2 separate regions of the Zea mays genome follow, and region 2 is linked to region 1. The links are chromatin contacts, called in public Hi-C maps. All regions are on one chromosome and are shown on one strand. Each heading gives the region's core, a stretch centred on a gene start, on an enhancer-like site or on the middle of the called end of the contact. The rest is flanking DNA. Distances are from core to core; before and after follow the strand shown.

The links. A called contact is a pair of places that touch in the nucleus more often than the background predicts.
Region 2: a contact with region 1 is called in a Hi-C map of bundle sheath, with 2.9 times the contacts expected there. The contact joins the promoter of LOC103639299 here to the promoter of LOC103639292 in region 1. A contact is called at or near these places in 5 of 25 Hi-C or Micro-C datasets (bundle sheath, ear, leaf and 1 more).

The regions. Positions count from the first base shown.
Region 1 is chr1:147,070,720-147,075,263 of Zm-B73-REFERENCE-NAM-5.0, forward strand. LOC103639292 (heterogeneous nuclear ribonucleoprotein 1-like) reads left to right here and starts at 2,615. Exons shown (of 6, transcript NM_001329432.1): 1 at 2,615-2,732; 2 at 2,835-2,875. The coding sequence starts at 2,692.
Region 2 is chr1:147,331,118-147,335,661 of Zm-B73-REFERENCE-NAM-5.0, forward strand. LOC103639299 reads right to left here and starts at 1,865. Exons shown (of 11, transcript XR_004855328.1): 1 at 1,341-1,865; 2 at 1,092-1,231.

The DNA.
Region 1 (4,544 bases), core at 1,365-3,864:
CCAAGTTTTAACCACCATAGCTAGTCACACGGCTGCTCGGTCCGTCAATTAAGACCCAACACTCATCGTCCTTCACCGCTCTCGGTCCATCATCACGAGCCCACGTGACCTTCACCTCAGCCGTCGACCACCGTTCCTGTGCTCCTCACCTGCACACCACAAGCCGACCGACATGGTTGCACATACATAATCTCACACTCTAGTCAGTCCACTGCCTACCCCAGAGTGCTACCTGTTGACAATCACTCATCATCAACCCGAACCACAAGGGACAAGGCAACCTTGTGTGCGCACTCAGATAGTTGAAAGACCTGAAAATGGACAAGAACCTCAATCTAGCCTATGCTCCCAACATTATGGCACTACTTAAGTAGAAGACTAGGTTTGGAGAAAGATGTGAGGTGGTTCATACTTTGTTTAGACCATTGAAGAATGGGATTGCTTTCCTCCATAGGCCATTGACTTCATTCCCATATCAAGAGCAGGGTGTGGATGATGATGAGGAAGAATAAGATGTGTCTGAGGATGCAACAACTCAGTAAATGCCCCCTCTTCCACCACCTTAGCATGAGTAGTACTAGCAACCACACCTAGGTACTTGATCCATATTTCCAAAATACGCAGTAGGGGATTCAGGACTACATGGTACCTTAGTTCCAAAACTTGAGGACTCACATGAATGAGTAATACAATGATTTTGACTTTAGACTTCAAGGTCTTTATGAGAGGATTGATGGTATGTCCACAACTGTTGAGGGAATGACAAAGAATATATATGAAATGGTTCATGATCCTCTGATGGCCAGGATGAATAATATACAACAAAGCTTTCAAGACAACATGAGTGCTCTGTCCATCTAGTTTGAGCGTTTGTCTACTTAGGATAATATTCATGAGTTTGATCAAAAGCATCAACAACTCCAAAATAATTTCGGTAAATTCACTTCAACCTTTGATAGTTTCAACAACCATTTCTACTCCATGTTTCCTCGTCCTCCACCTGATGGTCAATAGAAGCTGAACATGATGGCCCTCCTTTTGGGCAATAAATGCCAAAGGGGGAGAGATTGGCGACATGGGAGAGATTGATGACAAGTGGAGTTGGAGTGTTGGTGCTAGGGGGAGCTCATGAAGGACATGGACTTGTGCACAAATGCATTCATGAACTATGTTTATGTTATGTGTGAACATTTGTGATGAATTTGAGCATCTTATGATCCTTGATTTATTGTTATCCTAAACATGTTTGGTTAATCGAAGGCTTAAAATTGCATGTACCTATTCTTATGAATCATGCTATATATATTATGCCTCAATAACCATGTTGTAGGGAAATATCACCAAAACTCCAATCTTATATCTGTGTGCAAACATCAAATGAATATATCATGCACAGTTTTGAAATGGCTTATCTTCCTCTCAAGTGGAACTTCAAAGCAAAAGATAAGTCCCTCGAAACTCACACTCAAATCTTACTTATACCTAGTGTATGAGGATGATTTTAGAAACCGAATCGACCACTGGATGTGTAGAATAATGTTGTCATCAATTAGCAAAAAGGGGAGATTGTGAAGCATCTAGGCCTTAAGTAGTGTTTTGGTAATTAATGATAATTATTTGTGGACTAACAAATTCTTAGAGAAAATAAGAATACAAATTGGACCACTAGAAGTTGAACCTCGTTATAAGTCTTGGAGACTTTGGCATTGATCGTGGAATGACTCAAGGCAAATGGTATTGGATAGGGTTTTACGTTTGTCGGTCAAAAGATGATTAGAGAAGTAAATTAACCGGATTAGTAGGCCAGATATCCGTACTATTAAGAGGGGTCAATGATGGTTACTTGATTAGAAACTTATTGCCTCATAGAGCATAGAAATGTTGCGTGTGCATGAACACTAACAACACTTCTGATTCACGAAAGAAAATCTTTTAAAAAACATATTTGAAAAGGGCTAAGTGTGTTGCGTGGACTATCCGGGCCAAGAGGTTGGACCGTCTGCAAGCTAATAGAGAGGGTTACAGACTTAATATTTTTTTCAGAGTGGTTCGAAGTACTATGGAACGTCCGGGAGAAATGGCCAGACCGTTTGACAGTATTGACTAGAAAGGATCTCTTTTCTGTATAATCCCTGAGTTATTGTGCATACCGTCCAACCATAGCACTAAAATGGTATTTAGTCCATCAAACCAAACGTGTCCCTAGTTAGGTGGAAGCAAACACCCACTAAGACCATTCTCAACGGAAGTTTCATAAGAGATTTTATGACATTAATTAGTATGCCATACAGAATTTTTATGACATGACACTATATTTTATTTTATCTCATTCTATTTCATCTATTCTATTGGTTATTTGAATGTAGCATTTATGTCATGTGTTAATATACGAAATTATGTTATGAAAGTCTTTATTAAAAGAGCACAGTTCATTCTCTATTTCATCTTATTTTTATTGACGTGGTAACTTGGAAATAGTGTGATTACTGCTGAGAATAGCCTAACAGTACTATGGACGCGTCATTTATAACGGTAAAAAGTTAATAATCCACTACGTTGCACGGCGGTAGAGGAACATGTGGATATCACACGCACGCGCCTACGCTTATTAGCCCTCATTCGAAGTCGACGGCACCCGTCTTCTCTCCGCACTCGAAACCCCATCCTTGACTAGCTCCGATCTGGTACGAGATGGCCGGCAAGATGAAGGAGTTAGACGGCGCCAGCCCTGCGTGAGTCCTTTCCCCTCCCGTAGTATGACCATTGAGCTGTTTTCCGAACCATGGGAACGGTTTTCGCTGATTCGTTTTGCTATGCTTTTGGGCATCGTGCAGCAAGATCTTCATTGGCGGGCTCTCCAAGGATACAAGCATGAGTACGTGCGGATCCCCTCCAGATTTGTTTTTAGCGGATTTCAATTTTTTCCGCCGTCTTCTCCTTGTATTAGCTAGGGTTTCCTCGTATTCCTTCAGATCTGGTAGTTTGTTTCTTGTAATGGCGTTCATCATCTTTTGTGCGCACCAATTTACTCGATCCAGTGTTGATTAATTAGTTCTAGTTAATTTCGTGTCTCAGTGTATGCTTAGCATGTGACACATTTACTAAGGAAGCATGTCTAACTTGATTTAGGAGTGAGCACTGAGTTATGCCTTTTTATGTTTTGTTGATTCGGGAGAGGAGTTAGCCCTTGATTTCTTGTTTGCTGATGATTTTGTAACGTGGTAATTGTTTATTTTGCTAATTTTCTTACAGTCTCACGTTGTCGAGTTCGAATAATAGGTGGAGTTGATCCTTTCATTAAATTTGTGAGGTACATTTATACATTATATTGCTATATGCCCATGTTCTTGGGAAATGGCCTGATGCCTGACAATCTATGCATAGTCACAACGTTCCTGGGTCGGGGTCGAGGGTTGAGGTTCAACAAATGAAAAAAATACAGTACGAGGGGGTTATACCTCTTCGGGACGTGAATCTTGAATTGGGTACATGAATCTGAGTATGACGGGTCGATGATCTTGGATCAGTTCAACATATTAAGGGTCGTGATCCTTATGGGTTTGGGAAAATAAGAGGGAAAATCTACCGTCCATCCAGAGTCCCAAAAAAGCAAATGACTCTTAATCTCCTTTCCTAATATAAATAGAGGGAGAAAAGTTATCTCTTCATCTCCTGTCCCATGAGCCCCGTACTCCTGTCTCCCCAACTTCCTGTCCCTGGCTCGTGCTTGATGCTACCGTGGCGATGACGATGACTGCGCACATCAATGAACCAATTCTTGTTCCTTTTTTAAGACTATACATTAGGAAACAAATCACATATGGTTTTTTGCGGAGGGAAATCTCCTGTCACACTAATTTTCCACGTTACCTGTACAGCCTCATTATAAAACAAATAAAAATTAGAGAGCCTCATGCTCTGTTCATTGGTGCAAAATCCAGAAGAAAAAAAAATCAAAATATTCAAGCTTTATCACATGAGAGTGTCCAGAGTATCCATTCTTGATTTTGCGACAGCAGCACAGTCACGTGCCTGCGCTCATGCTGAGTTGCCGCTGGCAGACCGGAGACTGGAGTACTAGACCCGGGACTCGGGAGGCGATGTCAACGGGATCCCCTGTCCCCATTCATAGCAATTAGGTGCGGCAGCCATCCAGCGGTCCAGCCACTGGCGAGCATGTGACCAGTCACCAGCATCAGCATGGATGGTGCCATAGAGCGTGGAGTGCCCTTGACTCGGTGCTGCTCCTGTCCTGAGTCTGTCCATCGACGGAGATGCCACTGCTGGACCAGCGGTGATGCTGTCCAGTGGCGACAACCTCGAGCTCCATCCGTAAGCCTTTTCTCATCTGCATCTCGACGCCTTCTAACCATGCAGCAAATAGGGCCACGTCCCATCTAGGATTGAGCTCGTCACTTCTTGAACCCCTGCTGCAATGGGGCACACCAGTCCATAAGTGGGGCCTCGACCCATCTCGTCTCTGTACCTTGATTTGGGTCGGGGCGTACCTGGTACGCGGTTCGCAGCTTCGACCCCGAACCCTG
Region 2 (4,544 bases), core at 615-3,114, 260 kb after region 1:
TTAGCCTATAGGTACTCTAACCTCACATTAGCTTTTCTTTTACAGACCCTTTATTAAAACATGACCCTTTATTAAAATAAAAACTCATCGAAGTAAATAATTAAACGAATAAAATTACATAGTTCATAAAAACAATTAAATATTACATAATCAAACATAAAAGTAAAATACATAATTCATAAATAAAATTACATAACTAATAAATAAAATTAAAAATTAGAAAATTCATGAATAAATTCTAATTTGTACGCTTGGTTTTATATTTTGAAATTTTGGATTTTTTTTTTTTGAAATTTGTGAACTTCAAATGATTTAAAAACATGTCATGTCACTAAATACGGTTGTTAACAACTGAACCGTCCAATATAGCGGTCGGTATTGACCGGTCCGGCACCAATGCGGTCGGTACAGACTCACCGACTGGTTAGCAAACCCACTGATGGCTAGTCAAATCAATTAATTATATATTTTTTTTGAAACTTTAGTTTTTTTCGAAATTTGTGAACTTCAAATGATTTAGAAGCAGCTAGCTGACAGGATGCGCGCATGAACCAATTAAAACATGTCATGTCACTAAATACAGTTGTTACCAACTGAACTGTCTAATGTAGCAGTCGGTCAGGCTCCAACGCGGTCGGTACCGACTCACCGACTGGTCGGCAAACCCACTGATGGCTGGCCAAACCGATCTGTTGGAGCCTGACCGATCGTTACCGACTTTTCCCCTCTCCCCAGTTGGTAACAGCTCCTGCTCCAACCAGCCTTGTGGGAGTCCTTCTAACTATTTTTTGATCTAGAACTGGGATTTATGCTCTCAAAAGAACATAAAAATATGATCTAATATGTCTAGTATTTTTTACTACAAAGTTATTTCTTGGTAAATAAACATAAAATGCATCCATCAACAGAAAAGTATGCAGATTGGTAGCTGTCAATCTACATATCCGGAGTTGCCCAATGACCCATTACTTAAACCAGCTGCTGCTGTGCAGGATGGTTGAAGCTACAACATCCAATGTCAAGATGGCTGATACAGTATTCTGAATGAAGCGTACTAAAAGATAAACACAGGTGCGAACTTGAAAAATCACCTCATCCATAGAAGAAGCACCTGCGCGAGACACATAATCAATTATCATGATTGCATCAGCAACACGCGGGGCGGCCGCCAACCGCTGTACAAGCAACGCATAAGTCCTCACATCAGGCCTTGCCCACCTCCAGCCTCCAACTGGACATTATTTGGCAAAAAAAAGCAGGATTTAGCAATCCAGGCTGAAGGCGTTGTATCTCAATTTTAGGACCATAAAAAACTCTGAAACATTAACAGGGCCCTCTACCTCCCGCGAAACCGGACCGCATGGCTTCGAAGACCGAGAGAGCGAGCGCGATGTTGCCACGGTCAAAAGCGGCGGAGACGATCGCGTTGCACTCGGGCGCGCCCAGAGCGGCACCCGCGCCTTCAACTGACTCGGCAACAATGTCCAGGACCCGGTCCGCGTCCGCCGCGCCTGATATCCGCCTGAGCAGGTCTGCGCTGAGCCATCCAGCGACCGGTTCTTCCGATGAGCCCTCTCCGGCACTATCAATAACGCCGCCTGCCGCGCCGGTCCTCTGCAGCGAGGAGGAACCGCGAGAGAGGGGGCAGAAGAACGCGAGGCCGAAGCTACCGGCACTAGTGGCGCGCGCGACTGGCAGAGATGGAAATGGAATAGGACGAAGCAGTATACGATGGGATGGCGTGGAGGGGGATAGGAGAGCGAGCGCCATGGCCGAGCGTGCGTCGTCTCCAGCGGCCAATCGTCCAGTACATGGCGCGTGTCAACTCTAGATGAGGCGTGGGTGGTTGAGACAATCCTAAATTTGACGAATAACAATATAATAATATTGTTAAGGGTTTGTTTAATACTCCCTTTCGTATCAAATTAGTATTCTCTCCATTTTATAAAATAAGGCATCCATGTTTTTAAAAAAGTCAAAGTTCTAAAACTTTGACCATTAGCAAAACACATGTATTTTTAGTGTATATATGCATGTTATATATTTAAATTTATATTCAAAATATTTTAATATGATGTTTAATCGGTATTTGTTGATGTCATATTTAAAAAAATTAATGGTCAAAGTTTCACTTTAAAAATTTTGTAAGAAAAATATACGCCTTATTTTATGGGTAAGGGTATTTATTTTAGCTCTTAAATATTGTGTCTATTTAAATATATGATAATAAATCTAGACATATATATAAAACACACATTAATTATTATATAAATCTATTAAAAGCCTAAAACGAATTTTAATTTAGGATATACAGAGTATATAGCTTCACAAAATACGTTTTTATATAACGTTGTTTCCGACAAGTTTGTAAAAAATCTCTACTATATTAAAGCACCAGTTTCAATGGTCATCCTGCGTCAATATTTAAAAAAACTGTACATTTTTTTAGAATCAACCCGCACTCCTATAATCTCTTCTTTATCTCTACTACTATAATAAGAGAGTTTTGTGCGTTGTCCCCCTACAGTGACTGTCGTATGTCATCGTGCTTGCCCTTATCTATGAAACGAACTCCCGCCACACGCAGAAACCGTCTCCGCACGCCACGCGCCTTTCTCCGCCCGTTGTCGCAACCTCGGAGCATGTCGTGAGGATAAGTCCCCGCAAACTCCGTGCCGAGCGATGCGAGGATAGGCCCCGTGAACTCCGCTTCGAGTGACCCGCCACGCCGCAACCTCCGATAGCGTGCCTGCCACGATCATCGTTGTTATAAATTTCTGGCCTCTGGCTCTCCACGTCAGCGCAGTAAAAATGGTTATCACCATCAGCAGCAGAGCTCGAATCTCCCGAGGTGGCGGGCTCTTCAGAGACTCGTGTCACGCAGTCTGGTACTGGTGTCCGACTGCTTGCCATGACACGCCCAGGTCGGACGAGGACATAGAGACATGTTGGCCAGTGGCTACGGCCACGACCCCCTCGTTGTGGCATCGACGACATGGAGACTGTAGTTGATATGTACCAGATTATATTCGGTACTAGGGTGGCCCGATCTTAAGGATAGTAGGTTGATAAATATGATGGTTGGGTATAACAAGTAATGGAATGACAAGGTAAATTTGCTGAAGAACACCGGGTAAAGGACTTTATACCTGATCAAGGTTGGAGGTGACCAAGCGACGGGAGAGAGACACCGAAACCGTGTAGACTTCGACTCGATCTCTGAACGACCGCAGAACCACAACCGGAGCTAATCCACACAATGCGAGGCACCCGTACTGGAACTCACAAGGCATGAACTAGTGGATCCCAGAGGAATCTTGTAACGATTCTTTCTTTCTTTTTCCTTTTGATTAGAAATAGCTTAAACTAGTGGTGGTTAATTATTTATTTTTGCCAAAACATTATGGCTCATGACATGTTGCATCATGCTGAGCTTAAAATATTCTTTGAAGTGTTGCACAAGTTTGAATTTATTTGAATTTGAAACCTAGTTTGAATTTGGATTTCAAAACCCTATAGAAAAATAAATAGAAAAGGAATTAGAAAATCCAGAGAAAAAGAAAAGGAGAAAGCAGCCCAATCGGCCCACTAAGCCCAGCCAGGCCGCGCGCCCGCGCCGCCTAACAGGCGCACCCCGCCTATTAGCGGCAGTTCTCCCTCGCGCGCGCGCCCTCCCTCTCTCGCTCGCTGCCCAGTGGGGCCGATCTGTCGGCGCCAGTTTCCTTCGCTCGCGTGCCCCTTCTCTCTCTCTGCCTCGCGGGCCCGGTTCGCTAGTTGCCGAGTCGTTGCCCCGCGCGTCCCCTTTTTCTCTCTCTGTGTCGTGGGCCAGCCCTGTCAGTTCTGCCTTCTTCGCGCTCGCCGTGGACCAGCGTGTGCGCACTCGCGCACGTCGCCGGATTTCTCGGCCACGACGCCCGCCCACGCGCCCAGCTCCCTTTTTAGAGCCCCGCCAGTGCCCCACGCACACCCCTCACCTCACTTCGCTCGACTTCACCCTCTCTCGCGCTCTGCCCACGCTGCCAGCCGCCGCCGGAGACCCGCGCCCGCGTTCCCGGTCATCCAGCTCGCCGGAGACCGCCCCAAGCCTCCCCAAGCTCCGCCCCGAAGTGAGACACCCGTTCCCATGCCCAATTTCCCTTATTGCACCCTGTGTTCGTCCAATTTCGCCTTCGCCGGTGCTCGACCGCGGCGGTCCGCCGCGCTCGTGCGGTGGCCGGTCGATTTAGCCCGGTCTAGTTCCCCGGTGTTAGTCCCTAAGGTGCATCTGCCTCTTCTGAAGCCAGCCCAGGCCTTAGCGCGCCTTAAGTCCCCTCCCCATGGCCGGAATGGCTCACCGGAGTTGCTCCGGCCTGCCCAAGGCCTTCCCACCGCCGTTCTCCCTTCTCTGCCCGTGGATTCATGGCCTCTTCCTCGCCATTGAGTTCGCCGTGGCGCCCTCTCCCTCTCTGCCCAACTCCAGCGACCCCGGAGCCACCCTAGCTTGCGCCTGCCTCAACTCCGGCGACCTCACTACCGTGGAGAGGAGCGGCGCCGCTTCGCGCACA